Linked DNA regions of Mus musculus: region 2 is linked to region 1. The links are chromatin contacts, called in public HiChIP or PLAC-seq maps. All regions are on one chromosome and are shown on one strand. Each heading gives the region's core, a stretch centred on a gene start, on an enhancer-like site or on the middle of the called end of the contact. The rest is flanking DNA. Distances are from core to core; before and after follow the strand shown. Region 1 holds the start of Tmcc2 (transmembrane and coiled-coil domains 2). Region 2 holds the start of Ppp1r15b (protein phosphatase 1, regulatory subunit 15B).

Evidence for each region. HiChIP or PLAC-seq counts read pairs in DNA pulled down with a chosen protein or histone mark.
Region 2: a contact with region 1 is called in an H3K4me3 HiChIP or PLAC-seq map of bone marrow-derived macrophages, with 4 times the contacts expected there. The contact joins the promoter of Ppp1r15b here to the promoter of Tmcc2 in region 1. A contact is called at or near these places in 1 of 39 promoter capture datasets (cranial neural crest), 1 of 484 Hi-C or Micro-C datasets (the G1E-ER4 cell line) and 2 of 115 datasets of contacts at active chromatin or transcription factors (bone marrow-derived dendritic cells and bone marrow-derived macrophages).

The regions. Positions count from the first base shown.
Region 1 is chr1:132,386,054-132,392,893 of GRCm38.p6, forward strand. Tmcc2 (transmembrane and coiled-coil domains 2) reads right to left here and starts at 5,333. Exons shown (of 5, transcript NM_178874.3): 1 at 4,924-5,333. The coding sequence starts at 5,130.
Region 2 is chr1:133,126,753-133,133,748 of GRCm38.p6, forward strand. Ppp1r15b (protein phosphatase 1, regulatory subunit 15B) reads left to right here and starts at 4,414. Exons shown (of 2, transcript NM_133819.3): 1 at 4,414-6,863. The coding sequence starts at 4,995.

The sequences.
Region 1 (6,840 bases), core at 4,083-6,582:
AGCTTTGCTTTAACATCTTAACACAAATGACAGACTCCTGTGTTTAGCAGTCAAGCAGAGACCCTTCTTTATAGACGCTTGTTTAGCCAGGGCCTGGGTCCAAAGAACCACCATCCTATTAGATGGGGATTTCCAAGGGAGATGCCAAGTCTCCTGGAAAAGGTCAACACAGGCGATCGGGGTTGTAAGCAAGACCATCCACCACACCTGAGCACCTTCAAACCTCTCCCTATCCACAGCTGCATTTAACCTTGCCTCCACATTCACAACCCATTGGCCGTTTCAACTCCATGTAGAGGGAGACATTCTTAATGTGATTGGCAGCCAAGCCACAGTTGGATACACACAGAAAAAGAAGCCCGTTCTGTAAACACTGAATTGCAACTAGGGCAGCTGGGAGTGAATCTAGAACCCAATCTGTGGCAGAACAGAGAGCTTCATTTGCCACAGCTTCCCTGCAAGCCCACACACAGGGCTGCTCTGAATACTGCTGCAGGCTGGGGGTGGGGGGCAGTCCCCAGCCTCAGGATCCAGTGTCCTCATAAAGTAGAGATGGGTCAAAACTAGCAACTTGAGCATCCTCGGAGCTGGCCCCCCCGGCACTGACAGGGAAAGGGAACAGGGTAAACACTATACTGAGGTCTAGGTTCTTGTCATCTTATGTATCCTAGCTAGGCGTTCTCCTTGTTTGTTAATTAATGCTCTGCCCTTTCTTTACTATTCTGATCTCAAGCCATCGCCTCTTCAAGCATCTCCCTGATTAACCCATGGATCGTATTCCACTGCATGTGCCCCAAGCACACTGAAGCCTGGGTGCCCTAGGAGTTTTCTTGCAAGTGTTTCATTCTGGAGGCCCTGGAGGCTCACCTGAAAATGAAGAAGGCATTGCCTTGCTGAAGAACTAAGTTTCCATTTCCTGGGTTTGTTCTCCCTCAATCCTGCTTCCCCTGGTGAAATCTACCTGAGGGGCCCATGCCCCATAGATTGCAGGGATACTGTCCCCCAGGATAGCCATACTCCACAGTCAACAAATTATTCAAAGTCCCAGGCTATGCACAGGCCTTCATACCCCCGCCCTCCTCTCGAGTCTAGTAGTAGCTAGTCTTCTCATTTATTTAAAGACTGATACAGCAAATTTTAACCAACTCCTGGCCCTTAAAAAAACAAAACAAGCCGGGCGGTGGTGGTGCACACCTTTAATCCCTGCACTTGGGAGGCAGAGGCAGAGGCAGGCGGATTTCTGAGTTTGAGGCCAGTCTGGTCTACAAAGTGAATTCCAGGACAGCCAGGTCTATACAGAGAAACCCTGTCTCAAAAAACAAAAACAAACAAAAAAAAAAAAAAAAAAAAAAACAAAACAATAGAACAGAAACGCAGAGGGTCGGGAATGTCAATGTTAATTTGTGAATAGATGAGCTATCTATTTCTGCTTTTATTAAACTGCACATGTGTCTCTCTATGGACACCATTATATGAATGTCCTATTTCAATGTTTATAATAACATCTTTTGGTCTTAAAGTGCCCAGTTATCTGTTAGTCAACAGACTAACACAAACCTACCCTCTTGCCAATAGACTGAATGGGGAAGTAACAGGAGCTATTCGCAGGATGCTGAAACACCCTCAAACACCGGACCAGGAAAACCACCTAGGGTTCAGCTCTAATTTCCCTTGGTGTCTGTTGTCTTCCCTGATCCTCACTCAGTAGGAAGAGAGAACAGAATAAGCTATGAACAGAGGAACAGGATCTGAGCCTTGAGTCAAGAGCGCTTCCAACAACACAGGAACAACATGAAGGTGGAACTCTCCTATCTTCTTTAAGGAGTGATGATGATGCTGTTCAGAAATCCCAGAGGACAGAGCACCTCTGGGAACTTTCCCTGGCCAGCATCCTCTGGCTTTTCCTCTCAGAAAAGGCTCTGTTCCTGCACGGAGCGGTGGGATTGGAGTGGTGGAGGGTGGGCAATGCCTTCAGGAAGAGCTGCACACTACGCTCAGCCATTCTCCCAGGCCTCAGCCACAGGCTGTATTCTAAACAGGATCTCTGTGTGCGGAGTTCCCCTAAGCTCCTCCCCACCCCTTCTCACTACAGCCAGTCTCCTCACTAGAGAATTCTGTTACACTTTAGGTCAGCCAGCCAGTCTCTCCTCAACAAGCAAGGACTCTGGATAGCAGCAAAGGATGGAATCATGAGACCAAGTGAATGGAGATGTGAGCTTGAGTGGTTAAAGGAATCCATTTTAACTATCAGGCTCCCCTTACATACTGTCTGCTGAGATCTTTCCCCCTGGAGGATTCATGCTTATCTGAAGCTCTGGCAAAGCCTCAGAAGTGTTTACAGAAGCCTCCTGTGGGGCCGGGCCCATTCGCAGGTTGCTTTTCTGTTATAGTTACCATTTTAAAATGTTACTATGTAACTATTTTCCAGACCCCCACCCCCACCCCCTAACCACATAATCACAGATTCCAAGCTACCACAGAAGAAATTTACGGTGATAGAGGGCTTGTCTAGTATGCTCAAGACGCTGGTTATGATCTCAGGACATCCACCCCTACCCCAACCTCCACACAAAATAAGCCAAGAAATGCACATCGTGCAGTATGATCATCCTTGAAGGACCAGAGATAGCCGAAGCCCCTGACACTGCTGAGCATCACTAGCCGGGCATCATTCAGATCTCTAGCAAAGACCAGATTCTCCTCTTTCTCTCCTGCTATGGAGGTGCTTTAGACAGAGCTTTCCATGCCTTCGCTCCTTGCTCAACAATCAAGATGACTGTCTCCATTGACACACAATCAGTCCCCATGCCTGGAGCTGTCACAAGAAAATAGAAGTGGGACTAAGGGACTGAAAGTTCCTATCTCCAAGTTCAAAATGAAAGCAAAAGCAAGCCAGAGCTCCTGAACAGCATCAACTAAACACAGGCACGGGAAAGGCATTCCAGATTAAAAAGCAAACGCATTTCCTCTTGGTATCATTGTCAAATTCAGAACAAGTCAGCCCCCACCCAGTTCCAGAGACAATGATGAAATTTTTCCACTAAACTGTCAGCCATGGGAAACTTGTCCAGCACTGGAAAACAAGTTTAGCCACACTCCAATATCCCTTGTTCCTTTCTTCAGAAAAGTTAAGTGACATGTCACATTTTGGTAGCCCTGAGTCACATCTGGTAGAGAGGTCTCTGTCCTGCAGTAAACATGTTGTGATGAGACAGACAGAGATAAACAGGCAAGTGCTCTGTGAGTCTCCCCGTGCTTGCATAAGCTTGGATCCACACTGCCTGGGCTATATAGAAGTGTGTGTGTGTGTGTGTGTGTGTGTGTGTGTGTGTGTGTAAGGGTCCTCAATTCTCAATTCCTCCTCAGGACGGCTCAGCGGTTAACATATTGTAGTCAAGTGCAGTGCTATCGCTCTATCTGCCCCTGTTCAAAATGAATGTCATCAAAAAAGATGACACAGGAGGGTACAGACAAGGAGCCTTGGGCAGCTTTATAGACACAGAAACTACAGCCCCCTTAGCACAGCCAGCAGAGGGAGGTCGAAAGGTCACCCCCTGTTCCTCTCGGCAGCATTAAAGGGACTTACCATCTCAGTTAAAACAAAAAACATGTCACTTGGGGGAGGGAGTGACACTTCTTGGAGCCTGAGGGAATCACAAGCTTTGTGAAGAAAGCCTAGGTGTTCAACTAGTCCATCATTACACATAAGGTGGGTGGAAAGAGGTCAGGTTTGCAAAACTTCCACAAAAATTTAAAAGTCCCACAAGGAGTGAGTGGGCTCTCTTCCCCAAGGGACAACACACACACACACACACACACACACACACATAAAGCACACATGCACTCACCTGGCTTCCTGACTTTGAGCTGCTCAGACCAAAGAAGGAATGTCATTAGCTTATTCTAGTGAGCTCCTCCGGGGCCCACAGCCATTTGGACAAGGCTTTAACCTAACGGGAGGCCTTTCTGCTCCCCTATCCCAGACCCTGCACCCTTTCCGGAGAAAATTTCCAAGGCATCAATCCCCAAGGCATTTAAGTTCCTTCCGGGAGCTGACATCTCTCTCAGCCCAGTTGTGAGCTGGCCTAAGGAGCCTGAGCTGGCAGTCCCGATGGTAACTCCAGCAAAGGCGCATTATTTATCCTGGCTGCTGCTGTAATTGATACAGAGATGTATTCAATACAGCTCGCCAATAGTCTGGAAGACCTCGGGCTGGAAAATAAACAGCTCCATGTGAACGGTCCTTTCCAATTCTGGTTCTAGCTGCCGGCTCAGCATGTGTGCAACTTGAACCGAGGCCCCAATCAGCCCAGGCTCTGCCCTGCCACCTGTCAGTTCTCCACCCTGGGGGTTGGTTCAGGAGGCAGAGAGGGATCTCCAAGCACTAGCTTAACCTCTGGCTCCACCTAACGGCAAGACATCTACACCCCCCTTTCATAGATGGACAAACTGAGCTTCGTTCAGGAAGATGCTCAAAAAAAAAAAAAAAAAAAAAAATCCGCACTCGGAGGAGGCTAATTGGCATAGGAAGGTAACGGTCACCTATTTAGCTTCCCAAGCTACAATCTTCTTCTCTAGCCTTCCTACAGAAGGGAGAGTACTGTGAACTTTCTAAGTTAGCATCTTAGATCTCGCCAGCCCTTTGTCTGCAAAATAGGGTTTCACACACGTTCTTCAAACAATCTCAGATGAGTGAGTCATTAGAACGTTTGCTGAATAATGAAGAACACAGAGGACTGAGATGGAGCTGATAGACAGGAACAAATGGTGCCTAGCTTCCCCCTCCGAACCTAGCCGAACATCATTCATCCTCTCTGACCTTTGCGAGCTTCCCCATCACTTTTATTCGGTTAAGACACTTCTGCGAGGGGTGGGGGAAGCTACGTGGCGGGCTGGGCTTGCCTGGAGACGGTCTGCGCTCACCTTTAAATCAGGAGGCTTGCTTCGGGGACCCGGGTTGGGTGCCACCGCAGCGCCAGCATCTGAAGTTGGCCCGCCAGCGGAGTTAGCACTCGAGGCCTCCCCATGCCGGAGGTCCGCGCCTGGCAGAAGGCAAGCAGCGTCTTCCATCCCAGCCCCATCCTCCTCGCCCTGCTGTTGCTGCAGCTCGTCCGATTTGCACCTCTTCATGGTGTAAGTGGGTCGGCAAGGGGAATCTGTCCTTCTAGCGTGCTATCTTGGGGAGAGACCGCACCCCCCTCTTGCACTCAAAAGACCTGGGGTTTAAATTATGGACGAGGGGAGTAGGCAGATCACGAGTTCTTGAATTTAAGAAATTATCTTTTTAAAGGAGGATGAGGGAGGGGCGAAGAGGGGGAGCCTTAGGATAGTTCATTCCGACCTGGGGAGCGGAGGCAGGTCGCGGGCGAAGCCGGGCTGCAGCGGTCCTTAGGCAGTCACTGGCGCGGGAGGGGGGCCGCTCCCGACCCCCAAACTTTCTGCCTCAGGGCCCCGCAGGGCGGCGGGGAGCTGGACCACACCGCGCATCCCCGCCCGCAGGCCGGACTGCTGGGCCAGGCAGGGCACGCGGGAGCCGGCCGGGCGGGTCCCATAGGGCCGCCCTGGGCACCCGGCCCCGCCGCCGCCCGCCGCCCGCCGCCGCCCCGCATGGGCCTGCCTCCTCCCGCCCCGCGCCCCGCTCCTCGTCAGCAGCCGCGCAAGGCTGCGGCCACAGCCCGCCGCGAGCGCGGCCTACCCCGCCCGGGCCTCCGCCCGCCAGCGCCAGGGCGAGGCGAGCGCAGATGGCGCCGCCCGCCAATGGGAAGGCCGGAGGGCTGCGCAACGGCGCGCGGACACCGCTGTAGGCTTGGTTGCACCGCGCGTCCCCCGGGAGGGTCTGGAGGGCTGAGGCTGTGTTGGAGCTCAGCTCTGTGCCGGCTTTGGAGCCACCTCTCCCAGGCTAGGCCTTCACGATCACCCCGCCCATTCGCTTTGTTGGGGGACACATTAAGTGTTTATCATCACTCCCCTAACTCTGCACCTTATATTATATGCATCCCTTCAGTTAGAGACAAGCTAGTCCCTTCTAGAATAGGTGGTTTGGGTCGCAAACCCATGCCTACCTTCATAGCTACAAAAGCAAAGGAGAGGGACTGTTCTGCTACATCCCCTCTTTCTCTGTTTTAAATACACATCTCATAAGAACGCAGGCTTTATGTTTAGAAACTCAGTGCCCAAATACATGCTCACCAGAAGCAGCTTTTTAAAAGGAATGGGTATTAATGGTAGGTATTAATGATATGTACTGAAGACTGGAAAAAGAATGTTACATTTGCCCCATACTATTGCTAAGCAGTTTGGAAGATGAGAGCAGATGGAGCTACCAAAAAATGGAGAGTAGTAGTATTCTACTCTATTAATTCCTATTCGTTCTGCAAACTGTATGCCTTCTTTGGCATGGATGGGTTGCCCTTATTCAGCATCCAGTAGTTCTTAAGGCATAGACTGGACCCTGCATCATCACCATCGTAGTCATCATCATCATCACCACCACCAGGGAACCAGACAGAAATACGAATTCCTGGATACAACTAAATCAGAAGTCATGGACCCAAAGATCCATGTTTCACAAGCCCGTCGGGTAATTCTCACACAAGGTAACATCTGAGAAACACAGGCCTGGGCTACTGTAAAAGGCTGCGCCTCCCCCTGTGAGTCACAGAGCTTTCTCTGAAGGATTTTACAGTTTGCCAGTCTCTTTCACACTCACCAAACCCTTCTTGCCTCACTTCGGTCCCACTAGTCTGTGAGTTTCCTAACTCTGTTAAGCCTTTCCCCCATTCCAGTCCCTTATTTTGATGTGTATCCTAAAAGAGACCAAGTTGTTAAGAATTTACTCTA
Region 2 (6,996 bases), core at 3,164-5,663, 740 kb after region 1:
TGCCTGTGGTCCCCCTCCCCTTCTCTGAGAGGTTAAGTGGGTGAACAGCATCTGTCATGGGGGCACACTTTTGTAATCGCAGCACTTGGAGGCTGAAGCAGGGAGATGGATGAGTCCAAAGTGCCTGGGCTACTTTGTGAGACTCAGTCTTAAAAAATTAAAAAACTGGGCTAGAGAGATGGCTCAGCAGTTAAGAGCACTTTACTGCTCTTCCAAAGGACCTGAGTTCATATCCCAGCAACCACATGATGGCTCGAAACCATCTGTATAGCTACAGTGTACTCGTTCACATAAGATAAATAAATAAATCTTTAAAAATAAAAATAAAAACTAAACAACAGGGGATAGCGAGATGGCTTAGAGCTTAAGAGCAATGGCTGCATTTCAAGAAGAAGTTCAATTCTCAGCACCCACATGGCAGCTCACAACTGTCTGTAACTCCAGTTGCAGGGGATTCAAAACACATGCAGGCAAAATACCAATGCACATAAAATAAGTAAGTCACTTTTTAAACAAAAGCTAAATAACAACAAAACACACAGAAGAGCTAAATCAGGGGCAAGTGAGTGGGAAAGTTGGGACATGAGGCCTGAACAGTGAGATGTGCGGAATAAGGAAGATTTGGAAAACGCAATCAAATGCCGTGTGCCTTTTAGCCGAGGCCTGGCAACATCTTAAATACAATGAACTAGGCTTTAGTTGTCTTCTGCCAAAGTGCCAGTCAGTCTGTCAGTCCAAGGACGACTTGTCTTCAGCTGCTAGCACGACGCTAAGGTGCTTATCTCTGTGCATAGAGCTGCCCTCTGACCTCTGACCTCTGGCCGGAAGGCTGATTCACCTTTCTCTTCCCACCAAGACTGCCAGAAAAAAACCTCAAATTTTCGCAGCCTTTAAGTGCTTTCTGGATGCATGTTCCTCCCAGAATAACTTCCAAGATAAGAAGAATAAAAAATTACAATGAAAACAGCACAGGGAATAGATACTTGTGTTTATTTTATTTTATTATTGGTTATTTTATTTATTTACATATTAAATGTTGTCCCCCTTCCGGTTTTCCCTCCGCAAACCCTCGATCTCCTCCTCCCTCCCCCCTGCTTCTAGGAGGGTGCTCTTCTACCTGCTCACCCACTCCTACCTCACCTCCCTGGCATTCCTCTGAACTGGTCGGTGGTTTAGTCCCTGGGAGTTCGGGAGGTATATATATATATATCCTCATTTTATGTTGTCTTTAAAAAGAGGGGTGGGGCTAGGAAAATGGCCTAGAACTTGTTACAAGCCTGATGACCTGAGTTTAGCAGCCAGGACCCGCTTGGTAAACGGAGAGAGCCAAAGTCTCACAGACTTTGTCCCGTGCCCTTCACATGTGCACTATGGTTTGAGTTCACACAGTATATACTTAAAATACCCATGTAAGTATAATCTAAAAGTCACTGATTGAGGCTGGGCTTGGCGGTACACGCCTTTGATCCCAGCACTGTGGAGGCAGAGGCAGGAGAATCCTTGTGAATCTGAGGCCAGCCTGGCCTACAGAGTGAGTTCCATGATAGACAAACAAACAAAGGAGCAAGTCATCTAAGTCATGCGTTATGACCTAGAACCAAGACAGAATTTCTGGAATAGCCCCTAGCCATACTGCAGCCATTTTGTTCTACTGTATTTATGTGAAGGACTTTCCAAGCATTGGTGATTATAAAATATCAATCACCTGCCATCATTTACTTAACTAGGAAAGAAACTTATCTCATCAGATGAAGTGTGCTAATCCTTGCGGTATTTATGTATAAATTTATTCTCTTTAAGCTTCTCTAAAAAAATAAATAAACTCATAAATAGACAATCTTGTGGATCTTACAGTATTAAACATTTAGCCAAGCATATGTAAATTTTGTCACATCCATTTATTAGGTTTTTCTTTTATTTTATAATATGTATTTGTTTTGTTTTGTTTTGTCTGCATGCATGACTGTCCACCATATGTATGCTAGAGGAGGCCAGAAGGCCTTGGATCCCCTGGAACTGGAGTTACAGACAGCTGTGAGTAAATCTGTGGGTGTTGGGAATTGAACCCAGGTTCTCTAAAAGAGCATCCAGTGCTTTTAACTGCTGAGCTGTCTTTCTAGCCCTTCATTTTACTAGTATACAAATTTACTTATGCCTTTAATAAATGGTATAACTATAGGTATATAAAATTGTTTTAAACTAAATTTATGAGTCATTATCAGTAAATGTTTGTCTTGTATACCATTACCTGTGATCACATAAAACTGTCTTGGTGAAAAGAGACTGTGGAGAATTTTTAAGACATTCTGACCTAGGGGTTGAGGAGGTGGGGAAAGAGCTTGGGGTACTAGCATGAGACCTGAGGTCAGAGTCTCAGAACAAGGCAAAAACAAGAGACAAAAAAGGCACTGGAACCATGACTTGAGCGATAATTACCTGCTCAGGATCACAGGAAGAGAACACGATAAAAACATATTACACAAATGGAAGAAATTCTGAACTAACGAAACAAACAATTAAAAAGGAATCGCACAGAGATTCTAATGTGTCATTTAAAAACCAACTTAGGGGAACTTTCTACAGAGAACAGTTCCTCCTCATTGGGAAATTGAAACGTTGGTACAGTTCTTTCATTACTGCCTGGACTGGAGGGTACATTTACAGGAAGGGCTGGTGCAAATTGTTAAACGCCACTAAAAGGCGTGAATCAGCCTTGAAAAGGAGCAACAGATTCTGACCCGTAGGGCCATTGAGGCCTCAAGCAGACCTTGACCTTCAAGTTGAAACTGGGAGTGTAAGTAGGTATACACCACAAGAAAAGGTGAGGTCTTTCCTCTAACGCTCGGAGGAAGGACAAGTCCTGTGCTCCAGAGGAGGAGCCGCAGAAGCGAAGGCTGGAGAGCATTCGGGCAGCGCAGGCTGAACAGAGCCTTTCTTTATTTTGTAGGCAGTGGTAAACAATGGAGGATTGTAAAGAAGAACGAGAGCAGAATATTAGCTAGTGTTTGTGTTCCTACCCTCTCTGCCTGGGGATACAGCCCCTCACCCAGCGGTTAGATGATCCTCTCGGCTTCACCCCAAAAGGAACTGAAGCCCGAAGTAACTTATTTGCATACTCGGACCTCCTGCTACTATGAAAAAAACGACTCATTGCTAATTACGTTTTCCTAAAGCTTTTAGGATTAAGAAACCAGTTACTGCCAGACACAAGTAATAAGATGTTGTGGGGGCGTAAACAGTAAAAACTCTTGGTTTCAGGGAAGAAAGAGCTTGTTCCTTGCTCAACAAGTCATGAGGATCAGCTGACCCTCCCCCAGGGCAGCAAGATTCTCCTCCTTAGTGTAACCACTACGCTCTGTGATAGCCACTTGGTCTTTGCATTGTGGATTAAAATGAGAATAAGAAAGTGAACTAAAGACCAGGCATGGTGGTGCATGCCTTTAATCTCTTTGCTGGAGAGGAAGAGACAGAACTAATAAGTTCAAGGCCAGCCTGGTCTACATCGCCAGTTCCAAACAGTCAGGGCTCTGTAGAGAGACCCGGCCTCAAATAAACAAATAAATAGATAAGTAAGAAAAGAAAAAAATAAAAATAAAAAAGGAAGAAAGAAACCAAACTAGTAAGAGATAAATCAGCCAGTACTTGGTTGGAAGGCCGAGGCAGAAAGATTGTGGTTAGTTTGAGGCCAGCCTGAGCTTCATAGTAAAATCTGTTTCAAACAAACAAAATCCTCCCCTTATTACAGTAATTAAAATTAATCAGCCAATATTTTTCAGAGGACAAAAGTCACCAATGTGTTATCCTTCGCCGGATGCTCTACTCTGTGGCTCTTGTTACTGAGGAAATAAGTGAATTGAACGCGCTGTTTCTGAGTTAGTTAACAGTTATCTTCCCACCTGTGACTTCAGCTTGCTAGTAACACCGCGTTTTTCTTTCTGAGGGGTATTTTGTCAAATGGACCCTGAAAGATGTCCAAATTAGATCACAGGCAATGCTAGAGACTTAGAAATCCTAAAGCAGAGGGGACAGGAATGTGTGAGTGATTCAGTTTCACTATGATTCACTAGGGATGATGTGTGTCTTAGCACCAGGCGAGTTGGTTATACAGCACTGCCTACATCGTTTCACTCCAGTCTTCCTACGCCCTTAATAGGAGAAGACCGATACACGTGTCAGATAAGCGGATAATTTGCCTAGCAATCGGATCCATAAAAAAGGGCTCGGGAGAATTCTCGGGTTCTCTTGAAACCCACTCACCTCCCCAGCCATTCCCTTTGACCTAGAGGGTGGGGCGCGGAGTCTCCTAGGAGACCAGAATGAACTGACTGCGCAAGCGTACATCCTAGGTCCGGCTGATGCAACTCGCCGCGTGCGAGCCCCGCTCTACCCCGAGTAAGGAAGCCGACAGGGACCACAGACGCGGCCAATCAGAGGCCACGCACGAGGGTGAGGCAAGTCCGCCTCTCGGGAGGCAAGGGTGGGGGTTCGGCGAATGACGTGAGGCGCCGCTGGGCGGTAGGGAGTAGACGCCCTCGGTCCTCCGTCTCGCCCTGCAGCTTCCGGGTGTGCGGCTGCGGCCATTTTGAGCTTCGCTTCTTTGCGCCCTCGCCTGCCACCCAGCCACCCTTTCCGCCTTGGCGTTTCGCGCCTCCGTGCGGGCCACCGGAAACGCCGCCGTCGTCTCCGTCGCCGCCGCGCGAGGGAGGGTCTTCTCTATGGTGGAGCGATCTCACACGGCCTAGGACGTCTCCTTCCCTAGCCGGGATGGACCTAACCGCGGTCGCCACCGCTTGCGCGGGCCTCTGGGCCGTCCGGTGCAGCACTCGTTGCGGAAGCCGCCGCTCTCTGGGCCTCCTCTGCCGGCGCGGGAATCGGACTGCAGTACCCACTCCGTGGCTGGGCAAGGCGGAGACTGTGTAGACCTCGGATCCAGCCTGCGCTGACGCCGCTGAGCTCTGTCCTCCTCCTGTCTGAGAAGCCGCCAAGGAAAGGAGATGGAGACAGGAACGCACAGGGCCCGGAAGCGGCCTGGCCCTCGGCTGGGCTCCTGGTTCCGGCTGCCCTTCCTTCGGCGATCGCACGCCTGCTCTTCGGAGTTCCCGCCGCCTTCCTCTCGACAAAATCCCGGGAACTCCGCTCTGCCCGAGCGTCGGACCAGGTACTGGACCAAATTGCTTTCTCAGCTCCTTGCCCTGCTCCCTAGCCTATTCCAGAAGCTGCTGCTTTGGAGCCAGCTTTTCGGGGGCCTGATTCCTACCAGATGGCTAGATTTTGCCGCAAGTTACAGCGCCCTGAGAGCTTTGAGAGGACGGGAGGAATCTGCCGCTCCCACGGTGCAGAAGTCTCTGAGTTCACTGCGGCTGGACTCTTCGGAAGACTTGGTTGTCAGTTCTCTTGATTGGCTAGAGGAGGGACTCCAGTGGCAGTGCTCGTCCTCAGACCTGGAGTTAAAACTCAAGGCCCAGGAAAGAGCTTTAGACTCTGCAGCGCCCACTTTCCTCCTGGAGCAGCAGCTGTGGGGAGTGGAGTTGCTGCCCAGTAGCCTTCAAGCTGGTCTAGTCTCCCACCGAGAACTTGACTCTTCATCCTCTGGGCCTCTGAGCGTTCAGAGCTTAGGTAATTTCAAGGTAGTTTCCTATCTCCTGAACCCTTCCTACCTGGACTACCTTCCCCAGTTAGGGCTGCGCTGTCAGAGCAGCGCTGGAGGTGGCCAGTTTGTGGGTTTCCGAACACTAACCCCAGAGAGCTGCTATCTTTCTGAAGATGGTTGTCACCCTCAGCCGTTGCGGGCAGAGATGTCGGCAACCGCCTGGAGAAGGTGTCCGCCTCTCTCTACAGAAGGCCTGCCGGAAATCCACCACCTTCGTATGAAACGGCTAGAATTCCTCCAGGCTAACAAAGGGCAAGAGTTACCCACCCCTGACCAAGATAATGGCTATCATAGCCTGGAGGAGGAACATAACCTTCTCCGGATGGACCCACAACATTGCACAGATAACCCAGCACAGGCGGTGTCCCCTGCTGCAGACAGGCCGGAGCCCACTGAGAAAAAACCAGAATTGGTGATTCAAGAAGTTTCACAGAGCCCCCAGGGAAGCAGTCTGTTTTGTGAATTACCCGTGGAAAAAGAATGTGAAGAGGACCACACTAATGCAACTGACCTCTCAGATAGAGGAGAGAGCCTTCCTGTTTCTACCAGACCAGTTTGTAGCAACAAACTGATAGATTATATTTTGGGAGGCGCCCCCAGTGACTTGGAAGCCAGCTCTGATTCTGAAAGTGAGGATTGGGGCGAGGAACCTGAGGACGATGGCTTTGATAGCGATGGCTCCCTGTCTGAATCAGACGTGGAACAGGACTCGGAAGGCCTTCACCTTTGGAACTCTTTCCACAGTGTAGATCCTTACAACCCCCAAAACTTTACAGCCACGATTCAGACGGCTGCCAGAATTGCCCCCAGAGACCCATCAGATTCAGGGACATCCTGGTCTGGCAGCTGTGGTGTAGGGAGCTGTCAGGAGGGACCCCTTCCGGAGACCCCCGACCATAGTTCCGGGGAGGAAGATGACTGGGAACCGAGTGCAGATGAAGCAGAGAATCTTAAATTGTGGAACTCTTTCTGTCATTCTGAGGACCCCTACAACCTTTTAAATTTTAAGGCTCCTTTTCAACCGTCAGGGAAGAATTGGAAAGGCCGTCAGGACTCAAAGGCCTCTTCTGAGGCTACAGTGGCCTTCTCTGGCCATCATACCTTACTTTCTTGTAAGGCCCAGCTGTTAGAGAGCCAAGAAGATAATTGTCCAGGCTGTGGGCTGGGTGAGGCTCTTGCTGGAGAAAGATACACCCATATCAAGAGAAAAAAGGTTTGTTCCCTTTTACATGACTAATAACTTGCTCTATTTTGATATGGTTACTATAGCAGCATGACTTTGCCTCTGGAGGCACAGTTGTGCACATTTTTGAGGAAGGCATCTGAGCTGGTGTTCTTGAATTGAG